Regions from separate parts of the Mus musculus genome. Here region 1 is linked to region 2. The links are chromatin contacts, called in public HiChIP or PLAC-seq maps. All regions are on one chromosome and are shown on one strand. Each heading gives the region's core, a stretch centred on a gene start, on an enhancer-like site or on the middle of the called end of the contact. The rest is flanking DNA. Distances are from core to core; before and after follow the strand shown. Region 1 overlaps Atp6v0a4 (ATPase, H+ transporting, lysosomal V0 subunit A4). Region 2 has its middle 80 kb from the start of Gm33429.

The links. HiChIP or PLAC-seq counts read pairs in DNA pulled down with a chosen protein or histone mark.
Region 1: a contact with region 2 is called in a FOXA1 HiChIP or PLAC-seq map of pancreatic cancer cells. The contact joins two enhancer-like sites. A contact is called at or near these places in 2 of 15 datasets of contacts at CTCF or cohesin (the NIH/3T3 cell line and large pre-B cells) and 8 of 115 datasets of contacts at active chromatin or transcription factors (the NIH/3T3 cell line, embryonic stem cells, extraembryonic endoderm stem cells and 3 more).

Annotation. Positions count from the first base shown.
Region 1 is chr6:38,067,692-38,074,712 of GRCm38.p6, reverse strand. Atp6v0a4 (ATPase, H+ transporting, lysosomal V0 subunit A4) reads left to right here. Exons shown (of 21, transcript NM_080467.3): 12 at 452-591; 13 at 2,707-2,864; 14 at 6,883-6,976. Among named protein-coding and RNA genes, the nearest start is that of Svopl, 24 kb to the right of the region's middle. Within about 2 kb of position 2,397, at least 35 of the 459 cell types and tissues checked have an H3K27ac peak or open chromatin away from gene starts, as enhancers often do. A contact at or near this core is called in pancreatic cancer cells, where this site is marked.
Region 2 is chr6:37,607,739-37,614,604 of GRCm38.p6, reverse strand. No RefSeq gene overlaps it. Among named protein-coding and RNA genes, the nearest start is that of Gm33429, 80 kb to the right of the region's middle. Within about 2 kb of position 1,519, at least 19 of the 459 cell types and tissues checked have an H3K27ac peak or open chromatin away from gene starts, as enhancers often do. A contact at or near this core is called in pancreatic cancer cells, where this site is marked.

The DNA of each region.
Region 1 (7,021 bases), core at 1,148-3,647, 460 kb before region 2:
GTTTCCAATCCCTTATTTAGCAGACAAGGCCTGAGATCCTGAGTTCTACCTTTCACTCCCTCCTAAAGCCACCATCCGAGGAATCCATTAAGGGACTGACCGAGTGGTTAGACCAGAGACCTCAGGGTCTCATTCTTATCAGGAATCTAGTTCAGCAAGCAGTCAAAATCAACTATCACAGTGGCATCTAATTTTGTGACAGTGAGAAGCTTCAATCACTGTATAAGACTTAGCGCTGGCATAAACCAAGAAAGGATAGCTGTGTTCACCGGTTAGCTCAAGCACATGGGAGCCAAGCCAGGATTGTGTGGAGATGGTGGAGGAGAGACAATCAGGAAGGCTTGTGTAAACTTGCCAGCAGATGGGGAAGGGAGGGGCTTCCCTAGGGAAGACTTGGTTGAGTGTGGGGATCCATTCGGGGCCTCAGCTGCTGTGACTGTCACCCCTACAGCTCCCTACACTATCATCACCTTCCCCTTCCTGTTCGCTGTGATGTTTGGAGACTGTGGTCATGGAATGGTGATGCTGATGGCAGCCTTGTGGATGGTCCTAAATGAGAGGCACTTGCTGGCTCAGAAGAGCACCAACGAGGTGGGTGGGCCCAGCAAATGTTCTGGGAGGGAAAATGTTACAATGTAACTTCTAGGGGTTGTTCGCTGTAGCTCACGCCTTTAACCTGAGCCCTTGGGAGGAAGGGGCAGGAGGATCTCTGAATTCTTCAAAGCTACTCTGGCCTACATAGTCAGTTCCAGGACAGCCAGACCAAGATCTGAGACCCTGTTTTGAACAAACAAAAGACAGACACAAATTGTATATGTGAGGGCCAGAGAGATGGCTCGGCACTTCAGAGTGCTAATGCTCCTCTATAAGAGCTGAGTGTGGTTCCCCAGCACCAGTCACTCTCTTGCTCCAGGGGATCTATCGCCCTCTTCTGACCTCCTCAGGCACCTGCACATATGTGGCATGTACTCACACAGATGCACACATAAGAAATAACTGTAAGAATCAATCTTTTTAAACATATGCATGTGATTGTCACTATAAGGAATAACATATATTTATAAAAATAACTCGATTCAACAAAAACTCTTAATCAGTGTGGGGTTTCTTGCTGTAGTGAACACATCTTTTTTCTTTTTCTTTTTGTGACATTATAAGACGTTGGCTTTTACTTTTTAAATTTTATTGATTTGTTTATTTATTTATATCCTTTTGAGACAGAGTCTCATCTATCCACACGTGGCTTCAAGCTCACTGTATAGTCAAGGGTAACTCTTTACTTCTGAGCTTCCTGCTTCTACTTATGGAGATCTGAGATTGCAGGCATACACTGCTATGCCAGGTTTATGTTGCATGCTAAACAAACTCAAAGCAGTGATTTTTGTTGATGGTTGAGGGTATTGGGGAACAAACCCAGGGCCTTGTGTGTGCCAAGCCCTATTATACCTGTTACATCATCATCGTCATCACCATCATCATTATCACCACTACCACCATCATCACCATCATAATTATCACCACCATTATTATCATATTATTATTGACAGGATCTCACTATATAATCGGAGCTAGTCTCAAACTCACAGAGATCTGCTTACTTCTTCCTCTGGAACGCTGGAATTAAATCTAGCCTCCTCTTAATATTTTAAAAACTTTCTTTACTCTGATTATAAAAGCAATATGTGGTAATTGTGTCAGATTACAGTCCAGAAACCTAGAGAAAGATCTTGATGAATGCTTTTGAATATATTTCCATTCTGTGTGTTTGTGCTTGTCTACAAATATGTACTTTTCAAAAATTGCCATCGAGAATCACACATTATTTGTAACTTCCTTTAAAACCTATCATATAGTACCATGAATATTTTGTTCATGGCAGAACTTTTAAGAAACCCCAAGGAGTCCTGGATATTAATGGTACCTCACTTCTCACTGACTTTGGCATGGTCTCCTTCCATAGTATTGTGAATATAGAGGCCCCCGGATGCCTGTGTTGGTTAATGGCAGATAAGCTCTTGGTCATACACTTGACAGAGTGGAGCCATGCCCTTAGCTATGTTCCAGACTATAAGAATGGCTACAGACCTCTGGCACATACTGGGTTGGTTAGAAGGAGTGCCGTGATGTCACTGTGAGTTAATCATAAGCCTGGCCAGTCTTGTGACCAATTCAGTCTTCCATGACAAGTTTAACAGAGGTCATTTTCCTTGGAGGACATTTAAAATTGCAAACGGACTTGTCATCAGCTCTTAGAATGAATGATATCCACAGCCAGCACCCCAGGAAGCTGCTTTCCCTAGCAGATGTGACAGATAGAAGCCCAACTGTGCTTTGTCTCTGTGAAGACAAAGCCCCAAAGGCATACAGACCTGTGATGATAGGACAGAGGCCAGCGCAGGGCCTGTCTCCTGGAGGTGCTGGAGACCACAGCATGCCAGCTCACTTAGTAGATGAGGCCTCAGTGTGCACAGCCATGCATTCTGTGGAAAGAGAGAATGTGAGGCTTACATGCTTTTGTTTGCACAGTGAATAAATGCCCAGGGTTCTCTAGCTGACCTACATAAGCTCGTGTGTGTAGGAATATGATGTCTGCCTTAGTCATGTCATCTCTCCCCCACACTACCGATGCTGGACATATCCCATGTCTCTCTCCCCTCCTGTATCACTTCAGAGCCCACTGACACTCACCCTTTTTTCCTGGACCAGATGTGGAACATCTTCTTCAATGGGCGCTATTTGATCCTGCTCATGGGTATCTTCTCCATCTACACCGGCTTGATCTACAACGACTGTTTCTCCAAATCTTTTAACATCTTTGGCTCCTCTTGGAGTGTCCAGCCTATGTTCAGAAACGGCACGTGGAAGTAAGTTTATAGCCTGCTAGGGCATGCTTGCAGGCCATCCAAAGACTGCAGGGCTCATGGCTCTGACCACAGCTGCCCCTGAAATTTTACCCAATAAGCTAATCTTTTAAAAAAAATTATTTATTAGTATTTTACATGTATGGATGTTTTACCTACATGCACATATATGTACAATATGTTCATGCAGCAGAGGACAGAAGAGGGCTTTGAATCCCCTGGAACTGCAGTTATAGCTAGCTTTTCTGAGCTGCTGTTTGGTTGCTGGGAATAGAATTCAGGTCTTCTGCAAGAGCAAGTACTTTTAACTGCTAGGCCAGCTCCGCAGTCCCTGTAGCCATTTTATCTACTTTGTGCAATAGATAAAAATAGATAACCCAGTAGCTGAACTGGTTGTGGTAGAGAGATAGCTTGTCCAATTCCAGCTCAATTAAATGCATGTTGAGGAGGGTGTGCCACGCAGCAGGCTCTGTGAAAATAGGTGGTATGGCACTTAGAAACTGAGCATCCCGGAAGGAGCTTCGTACCCAAGAGGGTGAGGTTGGCCATGGGCTTTGCTCTTGTGTGGAGATTTGCTAGCCAGGGATTTAGGAGTGAAGACTTGGCGTTAAAAAGGCAGGCATGGGTGATGAAGTATACAGACCCTCAGCTTTCAGTGTTGCTGCCCCCCCCCCACCACCACCCTCACCCGCCACACGAAGCAGGGCATTTCTTAGGCTGCTCAGGAAAGCAGGAGTTCAGTATTAAGAGCAAGGAGGAGATCATGAGTTTGCATTGCCAGCATCCTGGATTGCTTGTGGCTGACAGAGTCAGCATGGTGGGTGGAGGGTCTGAGAAGACAGTTGAATGGAAGCAGGGGCCTAGAAGCTCTCTAAGGCCACAATCTGTTCCTCCCATGTACCTTCCACAGCTGTTTGAGCAGCTAGTCAGACTGGAAGTATATATAACACTGCAGGGTTGTGGATCTAGGGAGAGAGGATTTCAGAGAGACAGAAAAGACACAGTTACAGCCTTGCTTCCTATCCTACCTCTTTCTCTTCCTCTTCCTTTTCCTCCTCCCCCTCTTCTTCCTCTTCCTCCTCCTCCTTTTCCTCCTCTTCCTCTTCCTCCTCCTCCTTCTCCTCTTTTCACGGGAGTGCTATAACATTCCTTTCCTTCTTCCCCTCCCCTCCTCTCCCCTCCCCTCCCCTCCCTTCTACTTCCTGTCTTTCTGTTTTTGAAACATGGTCTCCCTGCACAGCCCTGTCCTTTAACATTTGGAGATACCAGTCTCCCAGGTTCTGGGATTAAAGGTGTGCCTGACTGTGCCCAGCCTATTTGGGTTTTACTTGTTCATCCAAGTCTGTAGAGGACATAAAAGGGAGAGAAAAGGCAAGCAGCCTCATTTGGGGAGCTAGTCTCTGGGGCATTTTATTTGCTGGACATTTCTCATTCATAAATGAGCTCTCTGGAGAGAATGGAAGGTGTTTTGTTTTGTTTTTTAGTAAAAGAACTGAAATCAGGTCCCTGTACGAGCAAGTGGACCACCACCAACTCCATCCCCAGGCCAGATAGATGGTGACAGTTTTTAGCTTGAGTTGTGGAAGTTCTCATAGATCTCATTTGGTTTCTCTGGAAGGCCCAGGCTCTTGGTGTAGAGGATGGCAATATAATAAAGAAAAATGAAGGCTAAAACTGAAGATAGACGGTTGGCTGCATTTGTACCCTACCCTTTATGATGAATAGGCATCGGAAGAAAAGCCTAGAAGGGCTTAATTTTGAACTATATTAAATATGTATGATTTCCCCAAAACTACATGAAATTTTCTTTTCCCTGTAGTGTGAATGAACTTCTTGCTCTGCAGACATGGGTAGGAGTGTATTTCTTTAATGAACCTGCAAATGGCTCCTTTCCCAGCTCCAGACTCTTCAGACACCCTGGAGTCAGGGCAGACAGGTGCTCAGCTGTACACTCCAGCTAGCGAAAGGTAGAACCTCGTTCTCAGTGAGGCAGAGCAAAGTTAGAGTTAGGTCGCCAGGCAGAGCCTGGGTCCTGAGCCTGCTTCCTCTGACACTTGGTGTCTGGAGACAATAAGCCTGTGGTCTCTGGGGTTGGGTGCATGTCCCAGTAAGGAAGGTTACACACTAGTGTCCCAAATAAGCTTCCAGATGCCCTAAGCCTGGGACCACTGCACAGTGATGCAGCATGGAGAGAGTTTCCTGGGTGCTCTGTTACAGTGGTCAATCTTCTTTTCTTTATTTCAAATACATATTCCCTGGATTTTCTATAGAGGCTCATGAAAAAAGGGGGCGGGTGGGTGGGTGGGGCTGGGGACCTTCATTACATGGTAAAGAAAGTACTTACTATATCAACATGGGGACTCAACTTCAGATCTCCAGCATCCACTTCAAAAGTGGGGCATGGCAGTACAAATTTGTAACCTAGGCACTGTGGGACAGGAGTTGGAGGAGGCAGACACATTTTCCATGTTCATTGAGGAGCCTGACCAACGATTATAGTTTCTTCCCCCCCCCCCCTTTAGGGGGACTTGAGTTTTACAGAGATCAAGGTCTATGTGTAAATATTCCATCTGTCCTTAAGGACTGGCCTAGATATCCCCTGGGAGACCTCCTGCCTCCGCCCTTTACTGACTGCACCCCTCCACCCAGCCCCACTTCATCAGACATGTTACAGTTTCTTGTTTTCCTGACTGCATTCCAGGCAGGGCTATGACTCTTGGAGACATGGGCTGTAAACCTGTTTGTGGTCCAGACAGTAATTTCAGAAGCTTAGGGCTCAGGGTAGTACCTGATACATAGTAGCTATTCTGTGACCAAATATGGAGCCATTGAGTGAGTAAAATTGCCACCTTGCCAGCCTCTGGGCTTTAGTTGGCATCCAAGCTCATGGCTGATGTCAGTATAGTGTTTCTGTACCTGACTGTTTTTTTTTTCTTTTAATATTTTTATTAGGTATTTTCCTCATTTACATTTCCAATGCTATCCCATAAGTCCCCCATACCCTCCCCCCCACTCCCCTACCCACCTACTCCCACTTTTTGGCCCTGGCGTTCCCCTGTACTGAGGCACATAAAGTTTGCATGACCAATGGGCCACTCTCTCCACTGATGGCCGACTAGACCATCTTTTGATACATATGCAGCTAGAGTCAAGAGCTCCAGGGTACTGGTTAGTTCATATTGTTGTTCCACCTATAGGGTTGCAGATCTCTTTAGCTCCTTGGGTACTTTCTCTAGCTCTTCCATTGGGGGCCCTGTGATCCATCCAATGTTTGCTAGGCCCCGGCATAGCCTCACAAGAGACAGTTATATCAGGGTCCTTTCAGCAACATCTTGCTAGTGTATGCAATGGTTTCAGCGTTTGGAGGCTGATTACGGGATGGATCCCTGGATAAGGCAGTCTCTAGATGGTCCATCCTTTTGTCTCTGCTCCAAACTTTGTCTCTGTAACTTCTTCCATGGGTGTTTTGTTAATAGCTGAGTAGTACTCCATTGTGTATATGTACCACATTTTTTGTATCCATTCCTCTGTTGAGGGGCATCTGGGTTCTTTCCAGCTTCTGGCTATTATAAATAAGATTGCTATGAACATAGTGGAGCATGTGTCCTTCTTACCAGTTGGGACATCTTCTGGATATATGCCCAGGAGAGGTATTGCGGGATCCTCCAGTAGTACTATGTCCAATTTTCTGAGGAACCGCCAGACTGATTTCCAGAGTGGTTGTACAAGTTTGCAATCCCACCAACAATGGAGGAATGTTCCTCTTTCTCCACATCCTCGCCAGAATCTGCTGTCACCTAAATTTTTGATCTTAGCCATTCTGACTGGTGTGAGATGGAATCTCAGGGTTGTTTTGATTTGCATTTCCCTGATGATTAAGGATGCTGAACATTTTTTCAGGTGCTTCTCAGCCATTCGGTATTCCTCAGGTGAGAATTCTTTGTTTAGCTCTGAGCCCCATTTTTTAATGGGTACCTGACTGTTTTTATATCATGTTTGTCTCTCTGCTTTGTCTCCTTAGTACTCACATCGTGGAAAACAGTCCATATTTGCAGCTGGACCCAGCCATCCCAGGAGTGTATTCTGGGAATCCCTACCCATTTGGAATTGATCCGGTAAGAATTCCTTCCGGTTATAGATGATGTGTTGTTGAGATCTCT
Region 2 (6,866 bases), core at 270-2,769:
TTTTAAAGTAGGGTTTTCTTTTGCTGTGATTAAATTCTATTAATTGCTCTCTCATTCTATGTTTAGAGTGCAAAGGTGGGCGTCATTACCCAAGTGCAGCTGGAGTAACAATAACAGCCCTCCTACAAAAGAGAAGGAGCCATCTTAAGCTGCTGGCTAGGTCACCAGAGGCCCTGTAAATATGCAGATTAGATCTCCTTGAACCCCAGAGACATCTCTGAGAATGAAATGTTCTGTCATTCTGAAAACATTCCCCAGGAGGGTCAAGCATGAACTAATCATAACACATGACCAACCCAATGCACTGAAGTGAAAGCCATGTACTGTCTACTCCCATTTAAATGCAAAAGCCTGGGAATTCACTATGGGCCTTATGACTTACCCAGTAACAGCCAAAATAGCTTAAAACCAGACTGGAACTGCCAATGACTGTCTTCCCATGGTTTGTCTCAGGGACCACACTCCCAACTCCCATGTCTGTTTAATGATGGTTAAGAGGGATTCTTTTCTATTCCCCCCATTTCCTATTTTCTTACCTCCTCTTCTTCCTCTTCTTCCTTATTCCCAAGAATTTCCATTTAATCAAAGACATAGTTTTGGGTGTACTCTAGGACTGCCTTAAGGGTGGGAATTAAATTTGGGTCGTTGGTGGAGCTTTAAGCTGGGGCATCATGCAGACGATACACACTAGATTTGCTAGAGCTGTGTTGGTCCCAGTTTTTCCCTGAGTAGCTGTGCTATAATTGGGTTTTCTGGTCACAAACTCTATGCTTCCTTCACTCGCACGATTTTATTCTTTTGACGTTCAAGTACTGGGCTCATTAGACCATTCAGAGATCAAATCTGATAGGCAGCTATCAAACACTTCCTTCTCAGAGGAACTAGGCCGGCACCCTTGGATATGTGGTTTTCCTCGGACATTATGAGTCTAGGTTGTTTGTATTCAAAAGAAGTGTTTCCGAGTATAGTTCTATTGAGAATAGCATAGTTTGACTTCAGTGAAGCAGACTAAGTTGAAGGTTAGAAGGACACAGAAGGGAGAAGTGTGCTGGAACAGAGTGATTGACTAGCTGGGGAAGTGCGGGTTGAACTGCATCTCCTAAAACCATACGTTGATGCCACGCCTTTACCCCTGGTGTGAATATGGTCAGAGAAGAAATATCTTAGGATCTCTGGGACTTTGGGATAGAAGAGGTCATATTGTACCCAGCACTCTAATCTTAGACTGGTGTTCTTATACAAGGAGTGGAATTTAGTCACAGATGGACATAGACAAAAATAATGTCAAGAATGGAGGTCTATAAGTCAACGTATCTGAACGTATTAGAGAGGTAGGCAAGCCTGGGGTTAGTCCTCTGAGCCAGCAGCTTCTGGCTTGTGAGTAACTCCTGGTAAATGCAGAGACTGGGAAGGTCAATTTAAGCTATGATTAAGGCAAACACCACCGTGTTTGGTAAATCTAAACCTGCCCTGGGAGCAAACTGTCAGGAACACCCCGCCCCATTTACTCATGTTGTTGTTGAATGACATAACAAACACATGCTGACACTTATGAGGTGTGGACTTAGAGGTAAATGGCTTAGAGTAGAGCACTTGCCACCCAAGCACGAGGACCTGGGTTTGGATTTCCAGAACCCACACAGAGCTGGCTGCAGTAACGTGCTACTGAGTGGTAGAACCAGGAGAATCCCTAAAGGTCGAGAGACCAGTGAGCGTGTGTGTGTGTGTGTGTGTGTGTGTGTGTGTGTGTGTGAAGGAAAGTTCCCAGAAATCTCCAATTGATTCTTCTGCTGGGTTGATTAGAGCTTCCAGAAACCACAGAGAGATTAGAATAGTGCAGGTCAAGGACTGAGTTGCAATTTATCTTGGCCTGTCTTTAGCCCCATAAATAGACATTCTTGGCCCACTTCTGCATGTGACCTAACATCCCAGGACTAATAGATAAAAACCCCTTGGAATGCATTCCCTTAGCTGACCATTAGTTTCTACCTACCCAGGAGCTAAGCATCTCACCAGACAGCATGCCTCTGAACTTCTTTCTTGGCTATAAACTGCTTCTTTGATATTTCTACCAATCAATTTGAAAAGTGCCTTGGATTATGATTTTTCTGTTGTTGTTGTTGTTCTGTTACTATAAAAAACTTCCTAAGACTGCTTCCATGTTGGAAACTTGAATTTGGGGTAACCTAAATCTGTGTTCCCTTGCTGTCTTAATTATCATTCTGTTGCCTTGAAGAGACGTTATGACCAAGGCAGCTTATAAAAGAAAGCATTTAACTGGGCGCTTGCTTACATTTTCAAGGATTAGTCCACGGCTATCATGGTGTGGAACATGGCAGCCAGCTGGCCGTTGAGCTGCTTCAGGAGTAGCTGAGAGTTTCTATCTGATCCATTAGCAGCAGGCAGAGAGGGAGACTGGGCCTGGCATGAGGCCTCCATGACAGGCCTCTTCCAATAAGGGTACACCTCCTAACCCTTCTTCAGCAGTTCCACAAACTGGGCACTAAACAGCCACCTCATGGAGGCCATTCTTATTCAAACCACCACACGGGTGCTCATCTCTCATATTTGGTTCTGGAGTAAACTTTCTTCTTTTTCCACCTAATTTTTGTTGTTGTTGATTGTTTGGGAATTTCACATAATGCACCTGATTACCCTTACTTCTCAGGCCTCCCAGGTCCACCACCCCTGGTGGTCTTCCTCCTCTCCACAAAAAAGAAAGGAAGGAAGGAAGGAGGGAGGGAGGGAGGGAGGGAGGGAGGGAGGGAGGGAGGGAAGGAAGGAAGGAAGGAAGGAAGGAAGGAAGGAAGGAAGGAAGGAAGGAAGGAAGGAAGAAAAGTCTAATTTGTGTTGTCCATATACTCACTGGAGCATGGTCAAACCCCTAGTGGCCAGCCCCTTAAAAAACAGTGAGTCCTTCTCCACCCCTAACCCCACTTCATCATCTTTATCACAACTTTTAATAGTTCTCGTCAATAGCTTCCTGTCTAAGATACTGCTTGGGGTGGGGGAGGCAGTGAAGAGGTGGAGGAATAGGGGTGTTCTCACAGAAGCCTTCTATGGCTCTTTTTTTTCAACTGTGAGCGTACAGCCGTCCTTCGTAATTACCTTTGTAAGCAGAGGCATGGGGCTCTGTTTACTCCAGAACCAAATATGAGAGATGAGCACCCATGTGGTGGTTCCACATGGTTTCTGTCTACAGCATGGTCCATGGACCATGGCCTCTGACATGTGGCATGTGCCACAGACACACGGGTCGCCAGCGGCAGTATGGGCCATGGGCAATAACTCAGTCACTGGTGACAGCCTGACCCCCTAGTCATCAACACGGCTTCAAATGGCAGCACAGATCATGGGCATTGGCGTAGCTTTTGGTGTTAACACAGGCCATGGAAATCAATTCGGCCCTGGCTGCAGCAGGATCATGGACCCAGACATCCTCCCAAGCCCCTTATCATAGCCAGTGGACATCAACATGGCTTCAGGCAGCAGCACAGTCTATGGATATTTGCACGGCCCGCAGCATCAACACAACGCTGCCACTGACATCAACTGCCCCGGTCGCATCAGGACCACGGAACCAAACATGCCCGCCCCACTCCTTTAGTCCACCCAAATTAAAAAGGGCAAAGAACAGGAAAATCTATTTTGGTAGTAACACAGTCCACAAAGACTGCAACAGGACCACGGACTCAGACACGGCCTCCAGCGATAGCTCAGGCCTCAGACACCGACATAGTTCAGCCTCTCTCCACCAGGTATGCGCTGCTCGGTTCCTCCTTCTTTCTACCCCTCACAGTGGCATTGCAAACTGCAGCACATCACTCTATACTTTGTGCCCACACAGCTCTACATGTAAACACTCATTGCCACAAGTCATGGCCTGGAGCATGCCCTCTGGTCTCCGAAGAATGATAAATACCGAACCATCACCAAGACTTCTTTCGTTACGGCCACGCTTCAGGGTTTCAATGGCTGTGACGTGCTCCTGGATCTTGTTCTGCTGCGCTGGCTCCTCCTTGCCGTCTAGCAGCTCGTAGACGGAGTAGATGCTGGAGTTGACTGACTCGAAGAACTGGGTCTGGACCACCCTCCACGCCCTTACAGCGGGCTCTTCGGGGTGTCCGCCCTATGCTTCAGTGAGCTCCTCCAGAGTAAACTATCTCTTATCCTCTTGAAATTACATTTTTTAAAAAAATGTAGACAAATAAAGTGAGGAGATGAGCTACTACTTCAACAGATTTAATCTGAGAGAACCTGCAGAAGGGAGGTCTTTAGATCCAAAAACCAGAGAGCTGGTTGCCAGCCTACAGGCCAGGGATAGCTATAGGGGAAAGGATGAGGGATAGGGACCAAAACACTGCCTCAGTTGGCCTCTCGTTTGGCCTGAGATGCCTTCTTGCTAGGAGTGACCAGAGGGCAGTGAGTAGATGAATATTAGATGCATAGACATCCCTTGAGGCAGCTATTACCAGGGCTCTGAAGGATGAGGGGCGGCAAAATCCAGGAAATGCTGCTTTAGTTCTGAGAATGCTAATTACTGTGTTTTCCAGGAACTGTTGTCACTTATCCAAAATGGAGGAACTTAAAAAATGGCATTATTATGGCCAATCTTTGTTTTCTTTAATACTACAGAACTATGCGTAACCCCCCCCCACACACACACACACACCTCACACACACACAAATAAATAAGGGTAAAGAACATGAAAATATATTCCACATCAGGGAGAAATATGTGTGAAAATATGTAATATCTTGACCATAGAGAGATAGATATATGCTCATATAGACATGCATGTACCTCCAACAACCCCACATATACAAATGTGTATACTCACACATACATTAATTAACACAATTTTCACATACCCACATGCACACACATACACACACCTGCACACCCACCCCACATCCTGTATGCCCACGCTTGCACTTGCACATACATATGCATACATATGCACACAACCACATGCACACACACATTCCAACATACACATACACATATTTGCAGTCACACATATACATGCACACACATGCCCAAACATGCCCAACGGTGTGCATGCACACATGTGTACACACACACCTAAGTAAAGCTATATAAAGTATAGGACATACAAACATTTTCATATTAAAGAACATTGAGACACCATTCAGTAAACCAGTAAATGTGTTTGGTGCTCAAATAGTTGGGATCATGAATGGAGACATTTTTTAATGCATGTTTTGAACCATATAAATATTTTATCTATTATAATTCATACACAGTACATTCATTTGGAAAATCACAGCTTGCTTCTTGGAATAACACTCCATAAATATAAGGTAACTTCCCCCACCATCTCTTTCTGTATCCTCCCTCCCTCCCTCCCTCCCCTCCTCTCTGCAGTCCTCCTTGTACTGTTGGGGACATTACAGACACCTGCTCTGGATTTTCTGGGTGCTTTGGATAATGTGTTCACCATTGTTTTAGATTGTCTTCTTGGTACCATTTGCAGGGTTTCTATCACCCCTCTTTTCTCTGGAGCCCATTGCCCTCTTCTTATAGAGATAAGAAAAAGTTTCCATAACTTCAGGAGTCCAAAACTGGGTGGCCTCTCTGTTGGTTTAGATGAGAATGGTCTCTATGGACTCATACGTTTGAATGTTTGGCGCCCAGTTGGTGGACTGTTTAGGAAGGATTAGGAGGTGTGTCACTGGGATGGGCTTTGAGGTTTCAAAAGCCCATGCCTGGCTCAGTCTCTCTGCTTCCCTGTCTCTCTTTGTATGTCTCTCTGTACATCTCTCTGCCTGTTTCTGTCTCTCTCCCTCTCCCCCTCCCTTCCTTTCTCCCTTCCTCCCTGTGTCCCTCTCTCCTTCCCTCCTTCTATCTTGTGGATTTGATGTAAGCTCTCAGCTACATTGCTAGCACCATGCTGGCCAGCCTGCCTGTCACCATGCTCCCACCATGATTGTCATGGACTCACCTTCTGAAACTGTAAGCGAGCCCCCAGTTAAATGCTTTCTTTTACAAGTTGCCTTGGTAATTGTGTCTCTTCACAGCAATAGTACAGTAAATAAGACACTCTCTTATGCCTGTCACAGTGTAATCAATGCCTCTACAACAAAAGACAGGTTATTAAGAGAAATGCATCATAATTCATTAATGTACACATGTATGCAGGACTCACACAAAACTCAGTTGGGCTTTCAAAAACAAGCAAGCAAGCAAGCAACAGCAATAAGATGTGTAAACTTGAAGACAGAGCCAAATGAAACCCAACTGTCCTCTCCATAAGAGACAGGGAGGTGGGACAGGGCTGTGGGATTTTAGAGGGACAGTAAATGATAGAAAGAACCCAGAGAACATTCAATGACCTGAGTCAAAGCTCCTTCAGCAAGAGCTGTGGCATTTGATTTTCAGTTTCCTCCACTTTGGTAAATAAGGGCTTAATCTTTCCTTTCTTGATTAGTGAGAGTTCAGAGAGGAAATGTGAAAGCAGCCGTGCTCCTCCATCAAGACTTCAGGCAAACAGAAAAATGCACAGAAAGCTCTTCCTGAGGAGAAAGAGGATGGGGGAGGGGAGAGGAGGTCAGACAGACCTTGGTTTTGAGACTTTATCTAACTCAGCTGTCAAATTTTCTGAGCTGCAACACTATGGGAGGTGGGGGGGGGGGCAGCAGAGACTGAGACAGAGAGACAGAGATGAGGGAGGGGCGTCTGTATCTACTGAGGTGTGATATTATTCAGATCAGCAAGCTTTATATCTGTATTCATTCCTCTGCAGGGCTGTAGCATCCTCTCTGAATCTATGACACTTGAAGATTTCTGTTTTCTTTCAGAACACCCTGGGCAATATAGTGAGTCTACATTAAAGAAGTGCTGT